2 separate regions of the Mus musculus genome follow, and region 2 is linked to region 1. The links are chromatin contacts, called in public promoter capture Hi-C maps. All regions are on one chromosome and are shown on one strand. The core of a region is the stretch at or near the end of the contact, and the rest is flanking DNA. Distances in the headings are between cores, read along the strand shown. Region 1 holds the start of Tafa1 (TAFA chemokine like family member 1). Region 2 overlaps Tafa1 (TAFA chemokine like family member 1).

Region 1 (6,629 bases), core at 2,606-5,105:
AAGCCATGTGACTTTGCACTGAGCTGAGTCTTGGAGTGCTTCTTACTCTAGTTGTCATTTATTTAAATTCCTTTCATTGTTTTTCAACTTAGAAATATGCAGACATAAAACTCTGCACGTCTCACATTTTCTTCTGTACATTTGTGAATTACAATTAGCTGAATTATGAACTTGCTTGTTCTTAAACTGAAGTAAGGACCACATTCATTTCCAATGATCAGAAATAAAAAAAAAAGTGTAGAATTGGGTAAATGGGAATTTTTTATTTTTGAGTAAATACCTGGCAGGACTTGTTGTTCCTACTCAGAATTTAGTTCCTTGGATGGGTTTCCCAGGTTAGTGTTTTTAATCACGCTCATGGTGTGGAACATTTATATAGCGATTCATCATCATTTAGAGCTACAGTTTCATCTGGAACAATGTATTATCCTACAATTTAGGCGAGGTTCTCTATCAAGACTGTTGTGTGGCTGAGGCTAAGGCCACCTGTTGATCTTGAAGGGGACCTCAGCTTAATTCCCAGTACTCATATGTCTGTATACAACCATCTGTATCTCCAGCTCTGGCTTCTGTGGGTCTCGGGCATGTATGTATGTATGTATGTATGTATGTATGCATGTATGTATATACATGCATGCAAATCACTCATGTGAAGTAATGTGTTAGCACAACAGGACTGGATGTTTTCCCTTCACTTGGTTCCTTCTGTGCCTCAGTTTCCATCTCTTTTCCACTGATTTTCCCTCTGCCCAGATTTCCTTCCTGTTACAGCATCTGTCCTCCCTTCCTCTACCTTCTTCACATCCACTTTTCCTAGTGCATGGTAGTTTGCCTAACGTTTTGGGATATTTGAATGTTCTGGATACTTTAATGTTACCTCCAAAGTCCCTCCAGGGCTTTCTTTGTGATTTTCCTTGGGACGGATTCTAATGAACAGGATATTTAAAAATGCATATGTACACATACACATACAGTACTGTATTTAAAATATCTATCTTGAGGAATTTGACCGAGAACATTATTTGAACCCCCACAACACTTAGAATATTTTGAATTAATGAAACTGGAATTTAAAAATAATAAGCTCGTAGTCCGTTTTAGTCCCCCTTCTTTCAAACACTGCTAACATGACAGTGGGCAATTACCATCCGCCACATGAGGGATCAACTTATACATCACTCCTTACTGGGATGCCTCTGGATCCATAGTCCCAATGCTCCATGCTTTGAGGCTATCAGTGCATTGACAAACAACAAACAACAGATTCCTATCACAGTGGATTCTGTGAAGACAGGAGCTTGAATGGCAAACTGCTGTCTCCTCAGGGATAGCTTGAGATGGAACAAAACAATTTAATTAGGAAATGAGTAATACAGGTTTAAGTCTTTATCAATCAGGATTGTCAATTTTATGCTATAATAAAGTTACAAGTCTCAGTTGCTTTGGCAACTACTTCCTATTCACTGTGTGTATCCATCTGGGTTGGGAGGGAAAGACAAAGGGCCTCTTGTCATATGGTCCCTCGGTGATCTGATCTAGGCTGAGAGTCTAGAGAACTAGTCCCTGCTCCAGAGGCAAAGAGAGATCTGCATGGTATTTCTCCAAACATTAAAACACCAATCCCATTGTGATACAACTGCACTCAATGACCAAAGCTTTAAACCACAACCAACCAAAAAGGTAACTGCTCTCTATCCTACCATGGTCAAGAGATGTAAAGTCACAACTCCCCAAAAGGTAGGGGAGTAGCTTTCATTAAGTTGAATCTCTGTGTTTCTTAAAGTTGGGGAGATGGCTTAGTGTGTAAAAGCAATTTGAGTTCAAATTCTCATCACCTGTGTCAAAGCCATTTATGCCTATAGTCCCAGTGCTGTGCAGGGCAGAGACAGGAGGATCCCTGGGTTTTGCTGGCTACCAACCTAGCTGCAGAGTCTCTGAGAATCTCTCTCTCAAAGGAATAAAGATGGCAAAGAGTGACAGAGCAAAACAGTTTACATCCTCTGGCCTCTGCATATACCTATACCACAATACCTATACCACAGACATGCACGGTCTGTACATACATGTACAGACATATATAGACATGCACAGTCTGTATTTGCTGATGCTTATGTTATGAAGGAGATGATCACTGGCTGCAGTGTAATAGATTGTAAAGTATCTGCTGGGAAAAAAATAGATGGAGTGATGTTGACATTCTTTACTGGAATACTGAAGAGATGGGCTCTTGTACAGAGCGTTTGAATCAGGAGCCTGTTACCTCAAAAGAGTTTTGTTTGCTTTCTCAACTTCCTTCCATGTTCCTCATTTGTGGGAAAGAGATAATGACCGTGCCTGTCCTCTTGAGTTAGTAAAATACTTTAGATTATGTCTTACAAGAGAGAGTTCAGCACTGTGCCAGCACCTGAGGAAGGTGTGATGGACTCTGCCTCCTGTTCCTGTGGCTGTTTCTGTTGTTGTCTTGATTCAGAAGCAAGAGAACAAATGTCCTATAGACACCCATTAATTAAGGCAGCAATATAATGAACCACAGAAGTAAGCATACAAATCCAAACTGAAACATTGTCATTCTTAATTAACTTGATTGTTATTTTGAAATCTGGTTTGTGGAGGGGGTAGGAAAGGAGGGAGGGATGGAGGGAGGGGGAGGGAGGAGAAGAGGGAGGGAAGAATGGAAGGAGAAAGGGGTGTTATCATTGAAAGAACAGCAGGAAAGATTGATAAAACAGAGACGGTCTCCCTCTTTCACTTTGTAGAGCATAGGAAAGAAGGTTTGTTCTGCAAGATGCACCCAGCATCCAGCCTTCTTTATAATGCCCACAAAAGGCAAAAGAATTCTCAGAAACTTTGAAGTTTTTAAGGCAAGGAATTTGTGAGAACCATCTCGGGTCTGAAAATAATGTAGAGGCCGTAAGGCAGTGAGTGACCTTTGACATTGGGGATCACACCAGTCTTGCTTTCTGCTTTATCCCAAGCATCTGTCACATAGTAGGTGTGATGTAAGCGACTTGGGAAGCAATTGAATGAGCATTTTCAGAGAATTATCACCGGAGCAGCCTATAAAGGAAAAGTAGGTCATCTCCCATGCGTCTCTGAAGTTTAAGTACAATCATAGTATATTTCCAGGGAAGCCGGGGTTCACACCATAGTACTAGAGATGCAACTGAACTTCTGAGTGTTTCCCTTTTCCATCTCAGCATGCTATTTAAAGAGAGCCAAAAAATACTTTTTACAAAGAACCTTGAGCATATTTCTTCATCATCACTCAGTCTCTGGTGCCAGCAATGATATATTTCTACTTATTAAACCTGTTAAATAACTCCAAAGATTTTTATTTTGCTTAGGAACACAAACACCAGTTATATTCCAGATAAATTGCATTTCGAGAAATAGCTGACAAAACAACTAACCGAAAAAAAAATCAGAATAAGCCCAGCTATATTCAGCTAGCTTGCTGGCAACAAGATTCAGGGTTAGACTGGGTGCATGTTTCACTTTCCCATTTACTGTTTGAAGCCTAAAAGCCATTAACACTATCAATATGTTGCATGATGCCTTCTTGTCTTTCATTTTTCTTTCCCTTCTCAGTTCCCTGGCATGAGAATGGTATAAGAGAACAAAACAAACCAAAACATAAACAAACAAACAAAAAAACCCAAACCTCCACCAAAGACTATTAGGCAATATCATGTTAAAGCGCTGCTTGAGTCATGGGAGAGTTAAGGGCAGTCATTAGAATCTACCTTATCTATAATCGAGGGTAATGTCACTTTAAGACATGTGAGACTTTAGAGAGGAGGGGTGTATTGAAACAGACTCCCGCTACTTACGGAGGTATAGCAGCCCTGCTCCTACATTTCGCTGCCTAACTCTGTCCTGAATGTACTGGAGTAGGGATGGTCTGTCCGTGGCTATAAACTGCTTCTCATCAGGAAACTACATTAGCTCACCATCACTTCAAAGGTCTCGTCAGACAGAGGTGACGCCAGGGGATGATTTAAAGGTGAACATGACAAGGTTTCCACCCCTCAAACCTTGCTTCCTTTTCTGACAATACAGTGAACGAGCCCAACGTCTTCACAACTGTGGAAACGGGACTGGAAGAGAAAAGCTTGCCTTTTTTTCTTTTCTTTTCTTTTCTTTTTTTTTTTTCAATTCTTAATAAAGAATTGCTGGGAAGCATTCTCTTTGAAAAATCTCAGAACTGTGGCACAGATGGATTTTAAAAAGTGTTAGCTCTTTCCAATGAGCACTAGGAGGGTTCCCTGCTCTTGGCTGGATTTTTCAGGTAAGAAAGCCTCTGTAAGATTTAAGATTCAGGAAACTGATTTGCAACATATTCAGAGAAGTATGCAAGACTCGATGCATTATTTGGGGGGAAAACACTGCCACAGAGCAGAGCTCTGTCTGGGAGCAGCCAAGAGAAGAGATTTGCAGGAGCTTGGGAAGTAATGCTGAGAATTACAGAAAGTTAACTGGGGGGGAATGAAAGAAAGAAAGAAAGAAAGAAAGAAAGAAAGAAAGAAAGAAAGAAAGAAAGAAAGAAAGAAGGAAGGAAGGAAAGAAGGAAAGGAAGGAAGGAAGGAAGGAAGGAAGGAAGGAAGGAAGGAAGGAAGGAAGAGGGAAGCCCTGTAATTGTCAAGTCACAGCATGTTGTGTGTGCTCAGCTGTGTGTGGGTTAAATGAGCAGGAGAAGGAGTCTCTAAAGAATCGTTAAGTTTGATGATGGTTAGATTTTTTTTCCCCTGAGTTAAATTTCCAGTGCATTTCAACAGAGATGGTTGACTAGCAAATGCTTACCGGGTCACCTCTGTTTTGTCTCTCTGTAATTTGCAGGCTATTCAGAAAGGTTCTAAAATGCATTCATTTGGGGATTCACAGGAGGGGAGTTGCTATTTACCTCTGCTGATGAGAGTGCATCTATGCTATCCTGCTAGCTCTGAAAACAAGGAGATAAAGCATGCCCATATACAAAAGTAAACAGTGGGCCACCAAACTAGAAACTAATTAGAAAGTGACTGGTCCATCTGACTCACTGCCTGGGGCATGGATGGCTCCAAGCTGCTGAAAAGAATGTGTTCCCACTTTGCACTTAATTACAGTTGTCACGTTTGTGTATTGTCATCCTCAAAGCCCTTCCCAAACACTCTGTCTCTCTGAAACCTGCAAATTATCCAGAATTATGCACATGCATATATATGTGTGCATAATGTTTATTTTTGCTGACTATCACTGGCTTTGAAAGAGTATCAATTTCCACAGATAAGGAAGTCATCCTAGGAGGTCACAAGCAGGTTTTCAGTGCATAGTGGAAATTCTTGAAGGGTGTCATTTGACAGAGGAAAGGTGCTCAACCTTGATTGCACAGCCCCTCTCTGAGACCTCAGAGAGGAAAGGCTGTCACTAACTGAATTCTTATATAGGGGGTGCTTCCTATGACTGGCTGACTAAGGACGATCCTTCAAGTTTGATTAATTTGGCAATATGAAATGCAGCATAAGGTGTTGTTTGGGAAATTGGACAATATGTAGCGCCGTTGAGCTTCTGTAGCTCCTGAGATGCTCATAGGTGCAGATAAGACTGTCAAAGTTTCAGTGCCTGAGAAAAGGTATATGCTCGCCCATATAAATACACACACCACCTGTATATACATATTCATCAGTGCTCCGGCAAATGCCACAATGGGATCTTAGGAGGCAAAGCAATACTGTAAATTATGGCTTGCTTGTAGGGTACATACACAGACCTTGCCTCTGAAACTCGTTCTGGCTGAAGACATGGTGCCTTCTGAAATTCAAGTCTAGTCAGAAAGAGCCATCCTATCGGGAGATTACAACATGCCTCTGAGAAATGATTACTTAGTTTAGAAGGCAGCATTGCGATTAAAAATTCATGACTGTAGAATTAAAAAAAAAAAAAAAAAAGAGCCCACTCTTTTCTTCCAGGCTTATGTCAGACTTGCAATGAAGTTAGAATGAGCAAGTCTACAGCTACTGAATGCCTGGGAAAACTAGTTCATAGATCTTTGTGTAAAACTGAGTATCTCCATGGGCATGTAATGTTTAAGTCTGCCTAGTTAACAGTGACAAACTTTATTTTTGCATTTTGGGCAATCATTGACCTCTGACAGAACTTAAGGGACATATTTATGAGCTTCTGGGAAAGGTCTTCAATTCTACTCCCCATCATGACCTCTACAGGAACGTTCCTTCTAGCCAGCCAAGTAGCAAAAGAACAGGACGACATCTGAGCTGTCCCTTCCCTCCTCCGTGGGCCATACCGCTCCGGGGGCTTGACGCCAGGGGTAACCTGTTCTCATCTGATGTTCTCTTTAGAGAATGGCAATGGTCTCTGCAATGTCCTGGGCCCTGTACTTGTGGATAAGTGCTTGTGCGATGCTGCTCTGCCATGGGTCACTCCAACACACCTTCCAGCAGCATCACCTGCACCGGCCAGGTAAGTGGGGGAGCAGCCTCCCCGGGAGGCTCCTCTAGCCTCACCAAGGTCTTTTCAACAGATGGCAGGATGCAAGTGACAGAAACTGCATCGTGTGGGCAGTTTGCCTTTGAATTCTAAGACATGTTGTGGGCTGGATGCTCTGGGGGAAGGGGAGTGTACCAAAAAAAAAA
Region 2 (6,510 bases), core at 512-3,011, 440 kb after region 1:
GACAAGGACCATTCCAGGAAACCACAGCTACTAAGAACAACTTACTATGGGGTTCCCAGCCCCAATAGATACATTTATAGTCCAAGTCCAGAGCGTATGGGTAAGGCACAGGTATCATCAAGAAGAAAGGACAGAAAGATTGTGAAGACCAATATACCTGCTGTGAGATTGTGTCTTCATATGTACCAGGAAAGCTGCACTTAGGAAAGTACAACAGTCTAGCTGCCTTAATAAGACCAAACAGTGGCAATACCAGTTGACATGCCATTGTGAATAGGGGAAATTTCACAGAGCACCACACTAGATGAACAGTTCCAAGTAGTCATTGTTACTGAGAAAAAGAGGGTCAGTGTTTGGTTATCCAGTCTCAAGTGGTCAACCCAAAGACATATGCAGATATATACATATGAACAACAGCATATATATGAACTAAATAAACTCAGTCCCAGGGGATCCAAGCACTGTAATGCATGTATTGTATTCAGATACATACAGGAAAAACCCTCATGTACATAAAAAAACAAATATTTTGAAAACTACACAGATATAATAGGACTACTGGTGGCCTAAGCTTAGGAATAATATGTTTTATGGTAAAAAGACAGGCCCAGTGGAGTTTTACTATCAAGGTGTTCCTAGATATGCATGGTGTTAACAGAGAGGGCATCTGAGTGATGGGTGATCTGGTGGTTCCTTCCCCAAATGCACAATAAAACCCATGAGCGAGATGAAATGGCTAAGAATGGTAAAGGTCTGAAGGTCCTCGAGGGATGTAAGGATATAGCCAGAAGCCTTTTAACTTTAAGGTGTATAGTAACCTTTCTCTATTTACTGTTAATGAAACATGACATCTTCTCTAGTCCTTACTCAACTATAAAAGGTATTTTAAACTTGAAACTCTTATTTAGCACCCCCCAAACATATCTACTTAACACCAAGAAAGTGTCCCACAGTTTATGTTGAGCAGATCCATGAATACTAAGACAGGACCAAAACTTGGGGGTCAGTATGCTCTGGTCAAAGAGGACCATTTTGTCTTGCATCAAGGAGACTTTCCCAGGCATGTGTGAAATTGATTGTAAATCACTCGTGTTGTTTTCTGGCTATTGGACATGCTCATTTAGCATATTTAATGTGTTTCTGACATTTACAAAGTGTCTAGCAAGCTTCGGACAATCATTATTTGAAGCATTTTATTGAAAGTACCCCTGAGTAGTTCCTAAACACTGCATTCTGTTTCAATCGATGCTGAATATCCCTGAAGAGGGAATTGTAAATGTTGAATACTGTAGCTGTCAATCACGAGCTCACATATTCCTTGTTTGAATGATGATATATTTTCATCTGAAACAGTACACATATCTAGGTGTTTGGTTTTTTTTCCTCCCGCTGCTATGGCAATGCTTTATTTCACTAAGACTGGGAGAGAAATGGATTAATCTCCAGAGACAAGAGCATTTGCTGACCTTGAACACTAGCAGACTCAAGGCTTTTGAGTTCTTTGAAGAATGATGGGGTTTGAGTGGGTCAGATGTAGTGTCCCAAACACTCTGTCTTGACAAAGGAGCCATCGCAGAGTCCTTTGCCCTTCTGCAATTTGTGCTGGGGATTGACAGGCCCTACATTAGGATGGGAGAGTGTGTGCAATCTGAAAATGCAGCACATTTCAAAAATGACAGAAAGGGTGCACATTAGAAAGGCAACTCCTCTTGGTGCCACACAGTCACTCTCTTCCTGTGATCAAAATGCAAACTGTAGCACTGTTCTTGGCAACTCCGGCGCATCCCATATCCACAGAAGAAGGATGAGCCTGAACCAGCAGGTGAGTGGGGTGTGGAGTGGCAACAGACATGGTAGGTGCAGAATGCAAATATGAATCTTGTGGTCATTAATTCCGTTTGATCGAGTATCTGTGAAGAATGTCAACTCTATCTAATGAGGAAATGTGCAGCAAAGCCATTTGGCAATGGGCAGCAGACTTTTTGTAAGCATCTGGCATGGGAATAATTTGACAAACAGCAATATGCCAGATTTGTGCTAGATAATTTTAAAGAAACTATTTGTAAGGCTTTATACTCATTATTCCCGGGATGTTGATCACCAACATCATGATTCAAATGACAGTTACCTACAAGGGGATTGTTATGGCTGAAGCATTACCATTCCCCACAGACCTCCATACACTTACCCTATATTGACAGAAACACCAGTGGCTCTCATGACCTCTTGCCTTGGTACCTTGGAACTTCAATCTTGGGAATTGCTTGGTAAAGTGGAAGGAATGAAATGAGAAATGAATTCTTCACACATTGCTTGGAAGGAGAACCACTGACAGGCATTCTCAACCAATAGGACTCCACTGTAAATGCAGAGCACAGGCGCAGCTGTGGTGGTAAAGGAACAGTCAGTAACTTCAAAACATGTGCCACTTGTCAGCTAGTTAGCTGGCTAGTCAGTTGAAACGTTTAACAAGAATAGGGGGGCAGCTCTGTAAGGATGTCCCACTCTCTCTGTAAGAAATAGAACCAATATGTGTCGTCTCTGTCTTTAAACACTGCCTATTCTAGCCATATATGCACTTGTCTGGACTGTCACCTGGTTCTAAGCACCTTGATCCCTCTATTCACCCACTCCTCAGTTGTTCCCATTGGTCTTAATGTCTTTCTTGCTATCTTTGATCTCAAGATCAGCTATTTCAAACATCCTTATTGCTAAGCCTTGATCTCCAAAGCCATCAGCTATGTCTATTCACTGTTTTCCATTGTTGAAGCCCCGCTATGGGTTAATAGAGACATTGAAGTCCTTTTCTGAGCTTTCTGAGTCTTTTCTTGAGCAGTTTAGACCCTATGAAAACTGCTTCATCCACCCTTCCCTGTGCTCAGTGGCAGTGTTTTGTTATTGTTGACGCCAGTTCATAGCAACTGCTTTTTGAGACTGCTGCTTTGCTTCTTACTTCCCCATGACTGGGATCCCTGTGGACAGCTTCAGCAGAGTTTGCAAGGGATTGCTAAGAACATATCCAGGGAGCTGAGAAAGGAGGATTGGGAAGTCAAGAAGTCAAGGCTAGCCTAGGCTACCTGGTGAGATTCCCGTGTGAAAATGAGAGGGGATGAGGGGGAGGGGACAGACAGGCAGAGTCAGAAGGAGAGAGGGAGAGGGAGAGGGAGAGGGAGAGGGAGAGGGAGAGAGAGAGAGAGAGAGAGAGAGAGAGAGAGAGAGAGAGAGAGAGAGAGAGAGACTGACTCAAGAATTATAGTATAATCAATTTAAACTTATTCCTAAGTAGCTAACAAATGAATGAAACTTACAGTCATTTTATTTGACTTTGACAATCATCGGGGTAACCCTTAATCTACTCTTGTAACTGCTGACCTGGCTACCTTTCCAGCAGTGACCCCCAACTGTTTGCTGTATCTCTGGCCATGTGCTCATGTTCTAGCTCTCCCTACTGTGGCTTCCTCTCCTCTCCTCTCTTCTCCTCTCTTCTCCTCTCTTCTCCTCTCCTCTCCTCTCCTCTCCTCTCCTCTCCTCTCCTCTCCTCTCCTCTCCTCTCCTCTCCTCTCCCCTGCTCTCCTCTCCCCTGCTCTCCTCTCCCCTGCTCTCCTCTCCCCTGCTCTCCTCTCCCCTGCTCTCCTCTCCCCTGCTCTCCTCTCCCCTGCTCTCCTCTCCTCTCCTCTTCTCCTCTAGTTTTTCCTCATTCCTCCCTGATCTCTCTTCTCTCCTCTCACTTCTCCACCCCTAACCAGATAACTCAAACCCACCTACTTCTAATCCCTCCAGTAATTGGCTGTAGCCAATTTTATTTAACTAGTAGTTTTAAATCAAGGAACATGGTTTGCACAACAAAAGCTTGTAAAGGGGAAAATTCACTCCTAGGCCTAGACCTTCAGGTACAGAATTTAGCATTACAGTACATAGCAACAGACCGAATCTCAACAAAGAGTGTTTACCTATAAAGCTGTATCCTTTGTGCTGATTCCTGATTCAGAAGGCTGAGATGAAAGCTGGGAATCTATAACTGTTTGTTTTTTTTTATATTCATTTATTTTTAATTGACAAATGTTACCCATATTTATCATCTACAGCATGCTATTTAGAAATATGTATGTGTGGTAGAATGGTTAAATGTAGCTAATTAACCTCACAAATTTAATGATTTGGAGGAGGTGCAAAAGCAACTGATTAATGATTTTTAAGAATGCAATACATTCTTATTAACACTTGCCATATTGTAACATAGATCTCTTGAACTAATTCTTTGGCTCTCATGGAAACTGTGCATACTTTGATTATATTGCCACTCAGCCTACAGTAACCATCACTGTGCTTCCATATCTACATATTTATGGGGATTTTAGAATCCACGTGGCAGTGAGACACAAAATCCTACAAAGTTTTTCTCATTAACATTTTAGGCAGTTCTGATGGCATTGTTCTAAAGAGTTTACTCTGTTGCTTGTGGATTAGGAGAGGAAGATAAAAAACATTTAACCACATGGGCTTGTTGTACTACCAGGGATATGTTGTGAATGAGAACATGAACGATTGATAAGCCAAAACTAGCTTGTTTTTCCAAGGTCTACTTTCTGGTCCAGTGTCGTGTAATCTCTAAAAGGGTTTGGGAAAGTTAAATCATCTCTCTAAAGCAATTAGCTCAGGACTAGAGGGATGTAGCTCAGTGGTATTACACTTACCCAGCAAACACATAATCCTCTGTTCAACCCCAGGATCAAAATTAAAAACCATAATTTTGTAGTAAACCCAGATTTTTTAATTATAGCAATCTCATTGCTTATTATATGTCTTTTAAAATTATTGACCTCATCTTGGTTTAATTTTGATTTGTCAACTCTACCTACAATTTCATTTGTTTCTTTTAGGTTTACAAATTAAGTGACATATGTTTTTAGTGTGTCTTTGAGATTTCATTTCTGAATTTTATTGGTACCTGCAGCAATGTTTCCGTTTCAGCTATAATTACATTTCTCTCTCTCTCTCTCTCTCTCTCTCTCTCTCTCTCTCTCTCTCTCTCTCTCTCTCTCTCTCTCTCTCTCTGTCTCTCTCCTGGCTAATTTGGCTGAGGATTTGTCTATCTTATCATTTCCTTGAAGAACCAATTATGTTGTGCTTTTTCTAGATTTTGGACGCAGGATTGTGACACTCAGAGGATCTGTAGACTGCAAAAGTAGGTTTGTAGACCTTTTAAAATAAATAAATAAATAAATAAATAAATAAATAAATGGATAAATAAATAGATAAATAGATAAATGTCTTAGGGTTTCACTGCTATGAACAGACACGATGACCAAGGCAAGTCTTATAAAAAACATTTAATTAGGGCTGGCTTACAGATTCAGAGGTTCAGTACATTATCATCAAGGTGGGAGCATGGCAGTATCAGGCAGGCATGGTGCGGGCAGAGTTGAGAGTTCTATGTCTTCATCCAAAGGCTGCTAGTGGAAGACTGACTTCCAGACAACTTGAGTGAGGGTCTTAAGCCCACACCCACAGTGACACACCTAATCCAACCAGGTCACACCTATTCCATCAAGGCCATACCTCCAAATGGTGTCACTCTCTGGTCCAAGAATATACAAACCATGACAATAAATAAATATCAAGGCAACTATCTTGGATGCTTTCCACAACCCCGGTCCCCAAACCCACCATCTGAAGGCCACTTTGAAAAGTTTCAGCGACAGTCTTATATAAGTGGAATAGAGTTTTTTTGTTTTTTTTTTTTTTGTTTTTTGTTTTTTTTACTTCCTTTCTTTCCTGTTTAACCTATTCCTAAAGAATAAGGGTAGCCTAAGCTTTACTTTATTTTACATAGTAATATCTTTGAAAATTCCCTGAAACAGATTTGTTTTCTGGAGGTTTGTGAAGCAACTTCTTTAGAATCAGCTGCTGTGGGAGAGAAGCCAATGATGGGTGGAAGAGAAGGGGCAGAGATGGGTATGGTGCTGGGAAATAGTTACGACCGTGGATAACGTAGGGACAACTCTTCTCATAAGCAATAGTGCAGGACATTCTTTTACCAAGTTTGATAGTCATGAAACAGAAGTTTTCCCCTGAATACGAGTATGACTCAAGCTCAGGATCATTTGCAGTGAGCCAGTGCAGGAGCTAGGAAAATTAACATGTTTCCTAAGGGAAAACAAAACCATTGCACTCACTGCATAGACAACGATCCTAGCCTGTGAGCTAGCAAGCAACTTTCTATGAGAAGAAAATAAGCAAACAGGTTTAAAAAATGAAATTATTTTAAAAAGCATTAAAAATTTCTGGTTTTGCTTTGATTTTAAGTTCAAGCTCTAAGTCTTGGAATGAAATAAAGACATTTATGCAAGGGCTAAATCCAAAATCAGAGAATTTCATTCATTTGATCTTTTAAATAGATAGTGAGAAGTAAGCAATGCTTCTAACTTGAGTCTTTCATTTTTTTTGCAAAATACATGTCCTGAGAATTGAGTAAATGTAACTAAAGCCTGGTTCAAGCACAGAATCAAA

The links. Promoter capture Hi-C pulls out the DNA fragments that hold promoters and counts their contacts.
Region 2: a contact with region 1 is called in a promoter capture Hi-C map of hippocampal neurons, with 4 times the contacts expected there. The contact joins the enhancer-like site here to the promoter of Tafa1 in region 1. A contact is called at or near these places in 10 of 39 promoter capture datasets (the 3T3-L1 cell line, cranial neural crest, embryonic stem cells and 4 more) and 2 of 9 other capture datasets (adipose tissue and liver).

The regions. Positions count from the first base shown.
Region 1 is chr6:96,109,299-96,115,927 of GRCm38.p6, forward strand. Tafa1 (TAFA chemokine like family member 1) reads left to right here and starts at 3,856. Exons shown (of 5, transcript NM_182808.3): 1 at 3,856-4,288; 2 at 6,336-6,456. The coding sequence starts at 6,339. It also overlaps 2900060L22Rik.
Region 2 is chr6:96,548,775-96,555,284 of GRCm38.p6, forward strand. The region is part of intron 3 of Tafa1 (TAFA chemokine like family member 1); the gene reads left to right. Among named protein-coding and RNA genes, the nearest start is that of Gm26011, 8.8 kb to the right of the region's middle. Within about 2 kb of position 1,762, at least 4 of the 459 cell types and tissues checked have an H3K27ac peak or open chromatin away from gene starts, as enhancers often do. A contact at or near this core is called in hippocampal neurons, where this site is marked.